Regions from separate parts of the Mus musculus genome. Here region 1 is linked to region 2. A link is a contact called in public ChIA-PET data. All regions are on one chromosome and are shown on one strand. The core of a region is the stretch at or near the end of the contact, and the rest is flanking DNA. Distances in the headings are between cores, read along the strand shown.

Region 1 (6,162 bases), core at 2,187-4,686, 320 kb after region 2:
ACGCCTTCCTTGGTTCTAACCACTCACCGTCTCATTTCTCTACAGTTTCGATCTACAGTCCACTTCCTTCCTGCTCCACTGTGAATAAAACTAACTGTGCAGTTGCTTTCTGTCTTGCCCTGGTTGGGTCTGACAAGTCTTCAGGGAAACCTCCCGAGGTCAGTCAGGAGCCCAAGCGCAAGGAAGAAGCAAAGCGCCGGAAACCTGTTTTACAGTAGCAAGTGGGATATGGGATGAGCTGGGAACCACCACCACCACCCTGGCCTTCTGCACCTTTAATGTGGCACACATAGGATGTGGGAGGCTCCAGATAACATTTCACTGCCTAGATTTTACACTCTCACTACTGAGAATGGAATCTCTGGCGTCTATTATGTAGCAGATATCATCAACTACCTGCTGGCCCCTTGAGGACAGAAGAGTTATAAAGTTTAAAAGCTGACAGAGAAGACATGCAGGCATGCAGGCTGCGGCCCGGGTACGTGAGCAGCTGGGCTCAGAGCCACTCAGGCAAACCTCCCTGCCATACTCGGTTTTTCCCTTCTCGATTCCTCTATAGAAGAGCCTACAGCAAAGAAATGGTAGGAATTTCCCAACAGGGAAGTCTACACTAATCCTGTGGATTATCAGTGAGTCCGAGTCCATGTTTCGCCATGTATTCTTACCCACTACAAAGCAGAACCAGCTGTCAGGAGCCAGTGCCAGCCACATTGGAACTCCCTCCCACCCCCTTCACCTCCTAGGCCACTCAGACCCGACACCTCTTTTCTCACACTTTCAAGTCACACACCACTCGAGGAGCGCAGTCCTTCATCACCTGATACCCTTTCTGATAACAGTCACAGAACTGCACACTCTCTTTCCAACTTTGTTAATGCCACACATCTGGGGGCTCATTTCTCTCACCTGAGGGCCCGGCTCAGCTTGTCATAGTTCATCTGTGGTTTGCACTTCCTGCGGCCCCAGAGGCGAGCCACTTCATCTGGATCCTTGATGACAAACTCCCCGTACTCTCCCTGCTGCCAGGCGATGACATGGCGGAACTCTTCCTTCTGCAGCAGTTCCAGGATGAAGTGCCACAGCTGGATCTGCCGGGAGCCCGGCGACGACTCGGCTTTGTAGGCCCAATCCGGAAACTGATACCCTTGTGTGGGAAAGAGGGCAAGATCAAAGTAGCTAGGAGTTAGGTACAAACATGCCAGTACCCCCACCTCCACATTCCACGGCTCACAGTCTCTAGAGTACTTGGCAAACACACCCTTCCAGTCAGCTAGGCTCAGCACGAAGAGGAGAGGAAAGGATGGAGAAATTACCCATACTTGTGGCAATCACTGATATCTAACACAAGTTGGGCAGCAGTGCCTATATACCCTAATTCGTGACCTTTCCATGTAGATTACCTATTTGACACGATAGGTCAAAAAGGAACAAAGAAGAAAGATAAACTAATGTTTTAGGGACATATGGCAGAAGGCACCTTATCCCCAGACACGAAAACGTGCAGTAAACGTGTGTAGGGTGCGAAAGCTATATGCTTATTCATAGGAAACAGGCCTACAGCCACTCTACCAAGATCTAGACAGCTGTGAGACCTTCGGTCGTGGTCTAGCATTTGTCAACTAAGCCCAAGTAGGGAGAACAGGAAGCACCAAGGGACATTCCAGATCTATCAGCGACGATGACGAACTTCTGCTCACCTCCACCTCCTTCTGGCTTTTCCACGATGCTACAGCCTGCTTTCATTTTCGCCCTCCTGCTGAGAGAGACAAGTCACACTACTATTTTGAGATGTTATGAATTATCTAATTAAGGCTTTTTTGGGGGGGAGGGTCACAGTTCCCCCCCCCCAACATCCTTCTTGTTGCCTTTACTTCGTTTCAAAGCCTTCTTTAACCTTTCAAACATGTCACCTCTAAACTAGTAATCCTCATGTCCTCAAATGATGGTCCTTGGGTCATCCACCTCAAAAGCCATAATTATCTCTCACCTGACCTTAGCCGCAAAGTGTAAACACTGTCCTTAATATCTGCTTTCTTCCTTGTGACCAACCGACCCTCCGACATAAGAGAGGGAAGGGAACAGTGAAAGAAGTCCAAAACGGCAGCAAAAGCAAGCCACACAGTTTGTTTTCTGTTGGTAGACAAGCCCAGATGCCAAGATACACAAGCCTGAATTCACCCAGACACACCAACTTAAGAAGTGGGAGAAAAAAAAAAATCCAAATCCCCTATTCAAAAAGGAACATCCGATCCTACGTATTTCTTGAATTGTGTGAGAAGGACATCTTCCAGTCAGAAACTGGGCTCACCTTCCAACAGTATTCTGAGATACAGAAAGTAAACATGTCCTGTGTACAGCCACTCCATACAAGAAACATGTCACTTTCCTAAAATTTTGTGAAAAAAAATGTTATGCCATCTACTTAACAGGGAAATAAAAAGGGTAAAGTAGGTACTTCAGATCGCCTGGCCGGTGGAGGAAGGCATCTTGCTAGGATCTGAATTCATTCCATGCAGATTTATAGTTCCTCAATAAATTTCCCGTTCCCAGCAGCAGACAGCTTTGTGTCAGTCCTTCAGCGAATAGGAGGAGAGGGTGAAACTGACCGGGAATGACGGAGGAGGAGAGACCTGACTTACTCTCATTACCCTGCAGGGTGGACAGCCCCCGGCACCAACCAGAGCAGGTCTGGAGCAACTGCAGGTGCTTCAGAGGCCCCAGGGTGGGGTGGGACAAATTCCTAATCTTGGAAATTTCATCTAACCTAGAATTCCTCTAGGTGTTCTGCATTTTCGTTGACGACAAATACACTAAGGAGAACAGTAAGTTTCAGTCCATGACAACCCTCGGGATCCAGGAGCTGACAAATGGCTCAAGGAAAGAGGCAACAGACAGACAGTGGCACACACAGGATATACACAAGTAACAAGGCACCAGGGCTGGGCAGAGCTTCCTCTCCCATTTCCGTGATGATGGGGTTGAAGAGACACCGATTTCTCCAAGGCTCTGGGACACTGTCCGGGACTAACTCCTACCCTGCGCTGTCGGATCGCAGGGCCCTTTCCCTGCTCCAGAACACCCTTCAGCCTGGTGTCCGTGGGCTCGCGCTGGCCGACGCCCGAGCCGGGCACCCTCTCCTCGATCCTCCGGCCCCCGATGTGCCCATCCAGCCCCTCGGAGCCCGCAGGCGCGTCTGCAGGTGTTCGCGACTCCCCCAGGGCGCTCGGTCACCCTCCCGGCCTGCGGCGGGGCTCGCCGCTCCCGCTGGTCCGCAGCGGCTTCCACGGCCGCCCTCATCCGCGTCCCTTCCGTCCTGCCCGCGCGGGCCGCGACCGCCGACGCCACCAGTCTCACCTCTCCGGCGCCGTCCGTCTCCACTCGGGCTCCTCCGCGGCAGCTCGGGCTCCTCCTCATCCACCCAGAAGGAAGTGACTCCGCGGCGGCTTTCGTCACTTCCACTCTGGGCCAGGGTGGGAGGGGGCGGTGTCGTGAGCGGCACGGCTTCCGCCCAGAAGGTACCGGTGCCCCTCCGTGGCTCGGAGGCCGCGGGGCTGGAACCCTCTGCAGAAGGAAGGCTCTTCCGCGCTGACAGGAGCACAGGAGCTTCAGAGGCACGTGCGAAGTTGGCCTTGCCTTGCACTGTTCCATTTTTAGTCCTGATCTGCCTCGTCCAAGTGTTACAGCGTGCACGACTTTGCCATTCAAACACCGCTCCCCCCTCCCTTTCCCTTTGCCTTTTGTTCCCGATTAAGCAATTACAATTTTGTCCCAGACAAATTTTGTTCAAGAGTTAGTGATAAGGGATGTGAAATCAGCTTCCGTAATTCCAAATGGTTCCCAGCCCTAGTTTCCCTCCAGAGGCAGTGTTGGGACCAGTAAAGGTTAAGTGGATGAGAGTGAAAAGTGGTGAAAAGTGGGGGAAGGCGAAGATGAGAGGCAGAATTGAAGTCTTCATCGAGTGCACGAGTGCGTAGCAACAACTTTATGCAATCACAACCTTTCCCTCCTGGGAACGACACAGAACATGGAAGTCTTACCATGATTTGTATCAAAGGTTGGCTTCTAGCTTTGGATATGCCTATTAGCACCTCCCTTCCCAGACTGGCCAATGAATTTGTAATTATCTCATGCTGTACTTGTGTGTGTAGGATTATAGGTATATACTACCACAACTGGCCTTCTGGCTTCTACTACTGTTTTGTTTGTTTTGCCAGAGGTCTTGACAATGTATCTCTGACTGCCCTAGAAAGCACTATGTAGAGACCCAGGTTGGCCTCGAACTCACAGAGATCTGCCTGCCTCTGCCTCACACTTGTTGGGATTAAAGATATGTGTCACAATGCAAGACTAATAATTGATAGTTCTTGAGGTCTTGAGATAAGTTCAGTACTCAGTATGGCCTAAGGTTACCTTACCTGCTTAAAAAGGAAGGACTAGTGTTGGTGAGGTCTAGTTTTCCCGCCCCTTCTAGTTTGAAAGTCAGTAAAATGAACAAAATTTAAATACCATTGAGAGGATTAGAAATATGAGCACTCTGAGCATAGAAATTGCTTTATAATGGTTTCCATCTTCTGTCCAGTCTAGAACACCATTTTCTATGTTTGGGTCTACAGAACAAATGCTAGGGTTTAGCCGAATCAGCAGTTCTCGACCTGTGGGTTGACCCCCTTTAGTAAGCCCCTATGTCTAAACCTATTTACATTGCAATTCATAACAGTAGCAAAATTACAGTTATGAAGTAGGAACGGAAATAATTTTATGGTTGGGGTCACCACAACATGAGGAACTGTATTAAAGGGTCACAGCATTAGGAAGGCTGAGAACCACCGAGCGAAATGAACATAACATTTTAGTCCTCTTGCCTTCAACTACTGATGGGCTTTGTTACCTCGGTTAAGTAGTCACTGTCACTTCCTCTTCTGTTTGAATGTAGTATTTTTGGAGTATTCCCGTGGACACCTTTAGATGTTTAGTAGTATCTTATTGCGTAGGAGATTACAATAAGTACTTCCTTGATATTTAATGTGTGAACACCATGTTCTACGACTTAGGACGGAGGATGGCACAGTGTAAATATAGCATATGGTTAGGTGGTGAGAAAATGATCTTGAGACTGATAAGAATCCTCAAAGTCTCACACCATTCATGCAAACCTTAGTCATTGTCAACTCCGAAACCAAGGCGATCAGAATGAGCGGTTTCTTCAGAAACTGAGGTTGCCAACCTTCAGCTCATGGGTTAGGTGGGCACGGCTAGCACCAGCAATAATCGAGGACTGGTAGCCAGAGTATGGGGATACTTTCTGTAGATAGTTCCTCTAGATTTTTCTATGGCTATTTCTCTAACTAGGGTCACAGAGGATGAATAAACGCACTTTACACAGATGAACTGGCCTCAGTATTTGGCTTGAGCCTGAACTGATATCTTGAGAAATGTTTATGTCACAGCAGATTTCAACAGAGTTCATATTCTGAGAACTTAGTTAATCGCCTGAAACTTAACAGGGGAATTTAGCTTTGATAAAGCAAACTGGACAATACAAAGGTTTGGGTTGCTCACTGGAAACCTTAACAGTGTGACAGAACCTGGGAGGGATCTGGAGGGGGCAGATTGGGACGGATAGGGACTTCCTACCTAGTTTACCAAAGTCCCTATCTACTGTGTACACCACTCCATGGCTGCCATCATCATCTGTTGCAAACAGGCTTTTACAAGTTGAAGATTCTTTATGCTCTTGAAATGGGGAGAGCATGTACCTTCTACAAGTACGGGCGTGGAAACACTTAGATATAGCCTACTAGTCAAGCTATCTTGTAATCACTCTTGAATTTCCAGTTGCTCAAAGTAACTTTGACGCTGCCTTCCTCCCCCTCCCCACCCATATTTGTAATTGTCCCACATCTAGGATCAGGTTCCGTTCTAAGCCATGCATTCTCAAAATTCCATTCTTACTAAAATACAGCTATTCTCTGATTCCTAAATCTAAAGAAGAGCAGGGCATAGTGACATATGACTGATTCCAGTCACTTGGGAGGTAGAGGAAGATCAGAAGTTCAAGACCAGCATCCATACAGAGAGTTTGGGGATGGTCTGAGTGACATGAGACCTTGTCTCAAAAAACAAAACAAAACAAAACAAAACAAATCAGAGAGGAAATTCTAT
Region 2 (6,194 bases), core at 726-3,225:
ATGGTGGCTCACAACCATCTGCAATGGGATCTGATGCCTTCTTCTGGTGTGTTTAAATAAGTAAATCTTTAAAAAAGAGAGCGAGGAAATGGAGGAGAGAGCTGAGAGATGGAGGCCTGGGAAACGAGAGTCCTCGCTGTCAGGATTTCCCTGACTGACTCAGGACCCTGTGCCTTCCTCTGTGACTCACCTTCTGGTGATGAAGCCATGGAACCAAAGAGGGGCAGTCTTGAGCAAGAGCCAGTGGGCCTGGGTCTTCTGGACCCATGCTCTGGTCTCAGCTTGCAATGACAGGTCACCTTTCCCAGGCACCTCTTCTGCCCTATCGGCATTCCCTAGGACCCAGGCAGTTCCTGGGGCTGAGGCAGAGACCTGGACATGAGAAGTCATGGACAGAAGCGGCCACGATTAGCAGACTTCTAACCCTAAACTGCCTCCTGTTTATCCTCATTCCAGCCCCTCCCCCAGTCTATTTTAGGGTGAGATTGCCCAGAAAGTCCTTTCTAAGGTCACTGACTTAAATTCCTTCTGTATCTTCCATACTGGCCCCAGAGGGCAGGAGATGGTACAGGAAGTCACCTCAGGCCAGGGGAGGGTGACTTCATCTCTAATAAAGGAGACTGAGCTGGTGGGTGAGAGGAAAGGGGACTGAAGAAAGATCTGGAATGCTCTGGGCAAATGGACGTGCTGGCACAGCATGCAGACAGTTGCATTTGGTGTCAGTGTACTGTGTCCTGGTCCCCTGATGACTGGGCCTGAGATTTTTCAGGGCCAGAGAAACTGAGGGCAAGTGGGTAGCTATGTACGGGAGGAAGGAACTCCCCACTTCCTGCTTCCGGTCCCCAGCTTGCATTTTGACATGGGTTCATGTGCACACCCTCATCCTCGAGAGGATGGTGGTGGATGAGGCAGCTGCACCCACCTAGGTTTCTACTCACCACCGTGTGGTTAGTTCTGGGGCTGAGCTGAACCCCCTGTTCCTTCATAACTTGCATGCTGGGCCTGCTCCCACAACTCAAGTTCTGGCATCTCCCCTGGGTCAGGTTCATTGGCTGGAAGGTGTTGAAGGTTGATGAAGTAGCTTCATGATTCCCTGTTGGCACAAGGGAGGCTGGTGGGGTTTCCCAGAGGCAGGCCATCTTTCCCTCCCTTCTTTACTTCAGGCTCTTAAACATCTCCAAAGGGGCTTTTCCCAACAGGGACAGTCATGAGGACAGGAGAAGTGCAAGTGTGTACCAGGGAGGTAGCGGGTGGGAATCCCAGGGATAGGAATAAGGAGTCAAGGTGTTTCAAAGGGACTGGTGGCAAGAGAAGGGTTGTCCGTAAAGGGAGAACCCTGGGGTCTAGGCTGAGCCTCTGAGGCCTGGAAGCCCCGTAGAGAGGTAGTCCCTTAGGCCAGGCCTTCCCTTGATCTCGACTCCTCTGTCTTTCACCCTCCCATTCCAGGCTCCTAAAAATCTCTTGGGATCCTGTCCCCTGCCCTCAGGGATGCAGAGATGTGGAGCCCCAGAGATGGAGTAGAAGCAGTGGACACTAAGGCAGCTCTGGCTTGGGTCAACTGCTTAGCTGTGAAGTGGAGGCTGAGGCTCAGGAAGGGAGCAGAGAGAAAACTTTATACGTACCTTGGGGGCATGGTTGGGCCAAGCAGAACTCCATGGAAGCAGGTGTGGGTGCTCTCAAAGGAGGTGCACACTCGGCAGCTGCTCATCTCTCCTCTCCCTCCTTCCCCCAGGGACAGGAAATGTCGCTTTACCCACCTCCTTTGTCTCGAAAAGGACCCACGTCATGGAAAGTGCAGTAACACACCAGTCCTGTCTCTGGAAGCCAGGCACTTGGGGTAGTGGTGGGCTACTCTGTTAGGTGTGAGGTGTTCTTGCTATCTGACCTTTGTCCCCTTCTCCAAAAGTGTTATAAGGCTTCTCAGAGATTCATACTCAGAAGTTTGCATTGAGAAGATACATGAGGTGAGTGGGGCAGAGCTGCAACAGGAAGGATGTGGGTCAGACCTCTGGAAGGACTTTTGTGTATATACGTATATGTGTCTGTGCTTGTTCAACGTATGTGTTATACCGCAGGTGCACTTGCCTATATGTGTAACAAGGAAACTAAAGGTTGAGGCAAGTGGCTTCCCCAACCATTCTCCACCTTATTGAGACAAGGTCTTTCACTGAGCCTTGAGCTCATAATTTCAGCTAGACTGGCAGGTCAGTTAACCCCCTGGGATTCACTCATCTCCTCTTAAACCAGCACTGGGGCCACGGACATGTGCACACTGAGGTTCCTATCTCAGCCTAAATGCTTGAATAGCAGGGACTTTGCTCACAGAGCCATTGCTCCAGCTGCTGGGGACTCGGTTAGCTATGTGGGACCCACGAGACCTGGGTTAGAGAGGAGGGGCCTGATGTTCATCTTTGAGCAGATGGTGGATTTAGATTAGGGCAACACTAAGCAACCTTAGGGGATTCTCTAACTAAACAGGTCGCTGCTAGGAATGGCAGGATTGGCTGTTGGGGTTGACTCTGAGCTATCTCACAGCTTTGTCCACTGTGTGCTTCCAAGCAAGTAGTTGCTATCTTGGGAGGCTGTGGAGCTTGTAAGAGGTAGGTACCAGAGGCAGGGTATACTGGACAGGCAGGGTCTTCTGCATCTTTTGGCATCTACCCAGGAAACCAGATCCTATGACCTACACCAAAGTATTTAACAGTATTTAGAAATGCAAAAGACAGCATATCTTTTATCCCAGGCCCAGCACTCAGAAGGCAGAGGCAGGGGGATATCTGAGTTTGAGGGAAGCGTGGTTTACAGAGTGAGTTCTAGCGCTGCTAGGGCTATATAGAAAAAAAAAGTGTCTTGGAAAACAAACAAACAAATAACAAAGACCACATCTGGAATATCACAATAGCCAACACCAGACATAGCCATGGTGATAAAGACATCCTGGTGCTGGCATGAAAGGAGAGGGTTATGCCAGTGCAAGAGAGCAGAGACCATGGAAAGAAGCTCACAGAGCTATGTCCCCTTCATTTTTGACAAAGGAGACAAAAGCATATAGGCATAAATTTTTCTCAGCCTACTTTAATAAGCGTTCAACCTCCCCTCTAGCCCACCACCCACCAGAGGTAGTGGAAAAGAAATGTTATTAGGGCATGGGGAAAGTGGACCTGTTTAGAAATAGTTCTTTGGGGGTGTTTCCAATCTTCATTGTCAGGATATCAGTAATCCAGTCCAGTGGCAAACACCAAACATGAGTCAGCAGCTGCACTCCATCCATTCAGCAATCACCACTCACGAATCAGCAACTAAAGTTCAATCCCGAAGAATCCAAAAGGGTTGCCAACCTGCCAGAGGCCGAGGAAATGGCAAGAAGTTGCAGGAACCTCAGGACAAGTTCTTTGGTGAGTTTCTTTTTATGAAGTCACCATAGGCAGAGCTCAGCAATGCAACATAAGGCAAACCAATATATGCATGTTGTCAGCAAAGAATAGTGAGGCAGAGCAAAGCAAACCAATGTTCTAGCTCCCACTGTCTGGGGGGGGGTCATATTTACATCCCTTCATCACGCATCCTTTCACCTGTGTCTGCTTCAGCAAAACATTCTTTCACGTGTCTGTCTAGCAAAACATCCTTTCACCCGTGTGCCCCAGCAAAACATCATTTGACATCACTGACTTTCCAATGAAACCAAAAGTTTCCACTTCAAAAGCATGCAGTGAAAAGAATCCCATGCAACAAACTGTGCTGGCAAAATTAAATATCCATGTGCAAAATAATAAAATTAGATTTACATCTCTCCTTTTAAACACAAATCAATTCAAATTGGATCCAAGACCTTAATTTAAGAATGGAAACGTCTAGAAGAAAACATAAGGAATACTCTGCAAGACACTGGGGAAGGCAAGAACTTTCTGAACAGAATACCAAGGTTGCAGGAACTAGTCCTGAGTATTAAAGATGGCACAACACAAGAATACAAAGTTTCTATACAGTAAAAGGAACTACTAGAAGCCGGGCATGGCTGTACCAACCCCTTGAGGAACACACAGATCTCAATGAGTTCAAAGCCAGCTGGTTTACATGTATCAAACACAAAACAAAACAAAACAAAAATCAACCCCACAAAAAAACCCCCAAGGGACTTATATATCCAGGATTCACAATGAACTGCAGAAATTACATATCAAGGAAAGAAAATTACCAGTCAATAAATGGGCAGTAAGTTGACTAGAGTTTTCAGAAGAAATACAATGGACAATAACTGTTTTTAAAGATATTTGGCATCCCTAGTCATCAGGGAAATGCAATTTAAAACTACTCTGAGATACCTACTGGCTCCAGTCAGAATGGCTGTCATCAAGAATTTGGAGGATGTGGTAAGGATGGGGAGAGAAAGGGACTCTTACTCACTGTTGGTAGGACGACAAATTAATACAGTCATTGTGGAAATCCGTTTAGAGAGTTCTCAAAAAAAAAAACAAAAAAAACCCAAAAAAAACAAAAAAACAAAAAAAACAAAACAAAAAAAACCCCCAGAACTACCATATGACTCAGCTATCTCACTCCTGGGCACACATCCAGGGGGCGCCATCCCCTGCTATGAAGATATTAGCATCCTCATGTTTACTGTGGCTACTCCATGGGGACCCCCTGTGATGGTGTGTATATGCTTGGCCCAGGGAGTGGCACTATTAGGAGATGTGGCCTTGTTGAAGAAGGTTTGTCACTGTGGGCTTGGGGCATGGGCTTTGATACCCTCCTCCTAGCTGCCTGGAAGTCAGTCTTCTCCTGTTTGCCTTCGAAACAAATGTAGAATTCTCAGTTCCTCCTACACCATGCCTGCCTGGATGCTGCCATGCTCCTGCCTTGATGACAATGGACTGAACCTCTGAACCTGTAAGCCAGCCGCACTTAAATGTTGTCCTTATAAGAATTGCCTTGGTCATGATGTCTGTTCACAGCAGTAAAACCTGAACTGAGACACCCCCAAACATCACAGGCTATTGCCAAATCTATTGGTGTTCTCTACAACTTGATGGTAAGGCTCTATAACTGAAGTCAACACTTATTTCTGGCATTAAACATGGAGAAGTTGATTGGATGTCCAAGTAGAAGCTGGACCCCTATTGACTTTCATGCATAATACTAGAATATAATCTGCATACTACTGGAGGAGAAAGGCCGTTCTAGTATCAATCAGCTACAAACCCTGTGACCTTCAGTTGTGACCTGCCTGCAGATATATTGGTGTTACAGTGGTACAAACGTTATGGGAATAGCCAGTCACTTTATGATTGGATTTAAGGTTCACTCTGTAAGATGGAACTCACACCTGATACTGTTAAAGTGGTCAAGAACTTGAGACTAGATACTTGAGACTAGATAGGTCAATGGGCTAGGGGCAAATTTACTGCTATTATTCTTCTAAAGAAATATAGCAATAAAATGACCCCCCCCAGGTTGGGAAGTGTTACAAATCTTTAATTGCAGCACTCAGGAGACAGAGGCAGGTGGACCTCTGAGTTTGAGGTTAGTTTGGCCTACAAAGCCAGTTCTAGGACAGCCAGGGCTACAAAGAGAAACCCTGTCTCGCCGGGCGTGGTGGCCTTTAATCCCAGCACTTGGGATGCAGAGGCAGGCAAATTTCTGAGATCGAGGACAGTCTAGTCTACAGAGGGAGTTCCAGGACAGCCAGGGCTACACAGAGAAACACTGTCTCGAAAAAACCAAAAACAAAAAACCCAAAAATACAAAAAACAAACAAACAAAACCCTGTCTCACAAAACAAACAAAACCTAAAAGAACCCTAATTACACACTGCTATTCTTGTACATAGATCAGTCCTTGGAGTAACCACATCAGAGAAACTTTTTCTTGCAGAAGATGGAAATTAATATGGAGACCCATAACTGGAAAAAGTACAAAGAGAGAAACTTTGGAGCACTCAGTGCTAAGTGGAATCCCAAGCCCTAAAGGCTCAGGGTCTACTGGGAAGGGACAGTGGAGAGATTGTAAGAGCCAGAGTCAATGAATGTCTCCAAGGAAACAGTGTATTCTTGACATAGCCTTCAGAGACTGTGGCAATATACACAACATACTCAGGACCTGAGGAAATTCAAGCTAGACAGGTCCTGGCTAAGGTGGGGAAGTGGACACAGGCCTCTATCCCTAACCAGGAAGCTGTCTGCAGTTGATACCTT

The links. ChIA-PET counts read pairs in DNA pulled down with a chosen protein or histone mark.
Region 1: a contact with region 2 is called in an RNA polymerase II ChIA-PET map of memory CD8 T cells, with 89 read pairs. The contact joins the promoter of Etv3 here to the promoter of Sh2d2a in region 2. A contact is called at or near these places in 2 of 39 promoter capture datasets (cranial neural crest and embryonic stem cells), 5 of 484 Hi-C or Micro-C datasets (CD8 T cells, Th1 cells, memory CD8 T cells and 1 more) and 6 of 115 datasets of contacts at active chromatin or transcription factors (effector CD8 T cells, embryonic stem cells, large pre-B cells and 3 more).

Annotation. Positions count from the first base shown.
Region 1 is chr3:87,522,852-87,529,013 of GRCm38.p6, reverse strand. Etv3 (ets variant 3) reads right to left here and starts at 3,436. Exons shown (of 5, transcript NM_001083318.2): 1 at 3,355-3,436; 2 at 1,698-1,756; 3 at 907-1,144. The coding sequence starts at 1,743.
Region 2 is chr3:87,842,536-87,848,729 of GRCm38.p6, reverse strand. Sh2d2a (SH2 domain containing 2A) reads right to left here and starts at 1,975. Exons shown (of 7, transcript NM_021309.3): 1 at 1,623-1,975; 2 at 939-1,093; 3 at 191-372. The coding sequence starts at 1,656.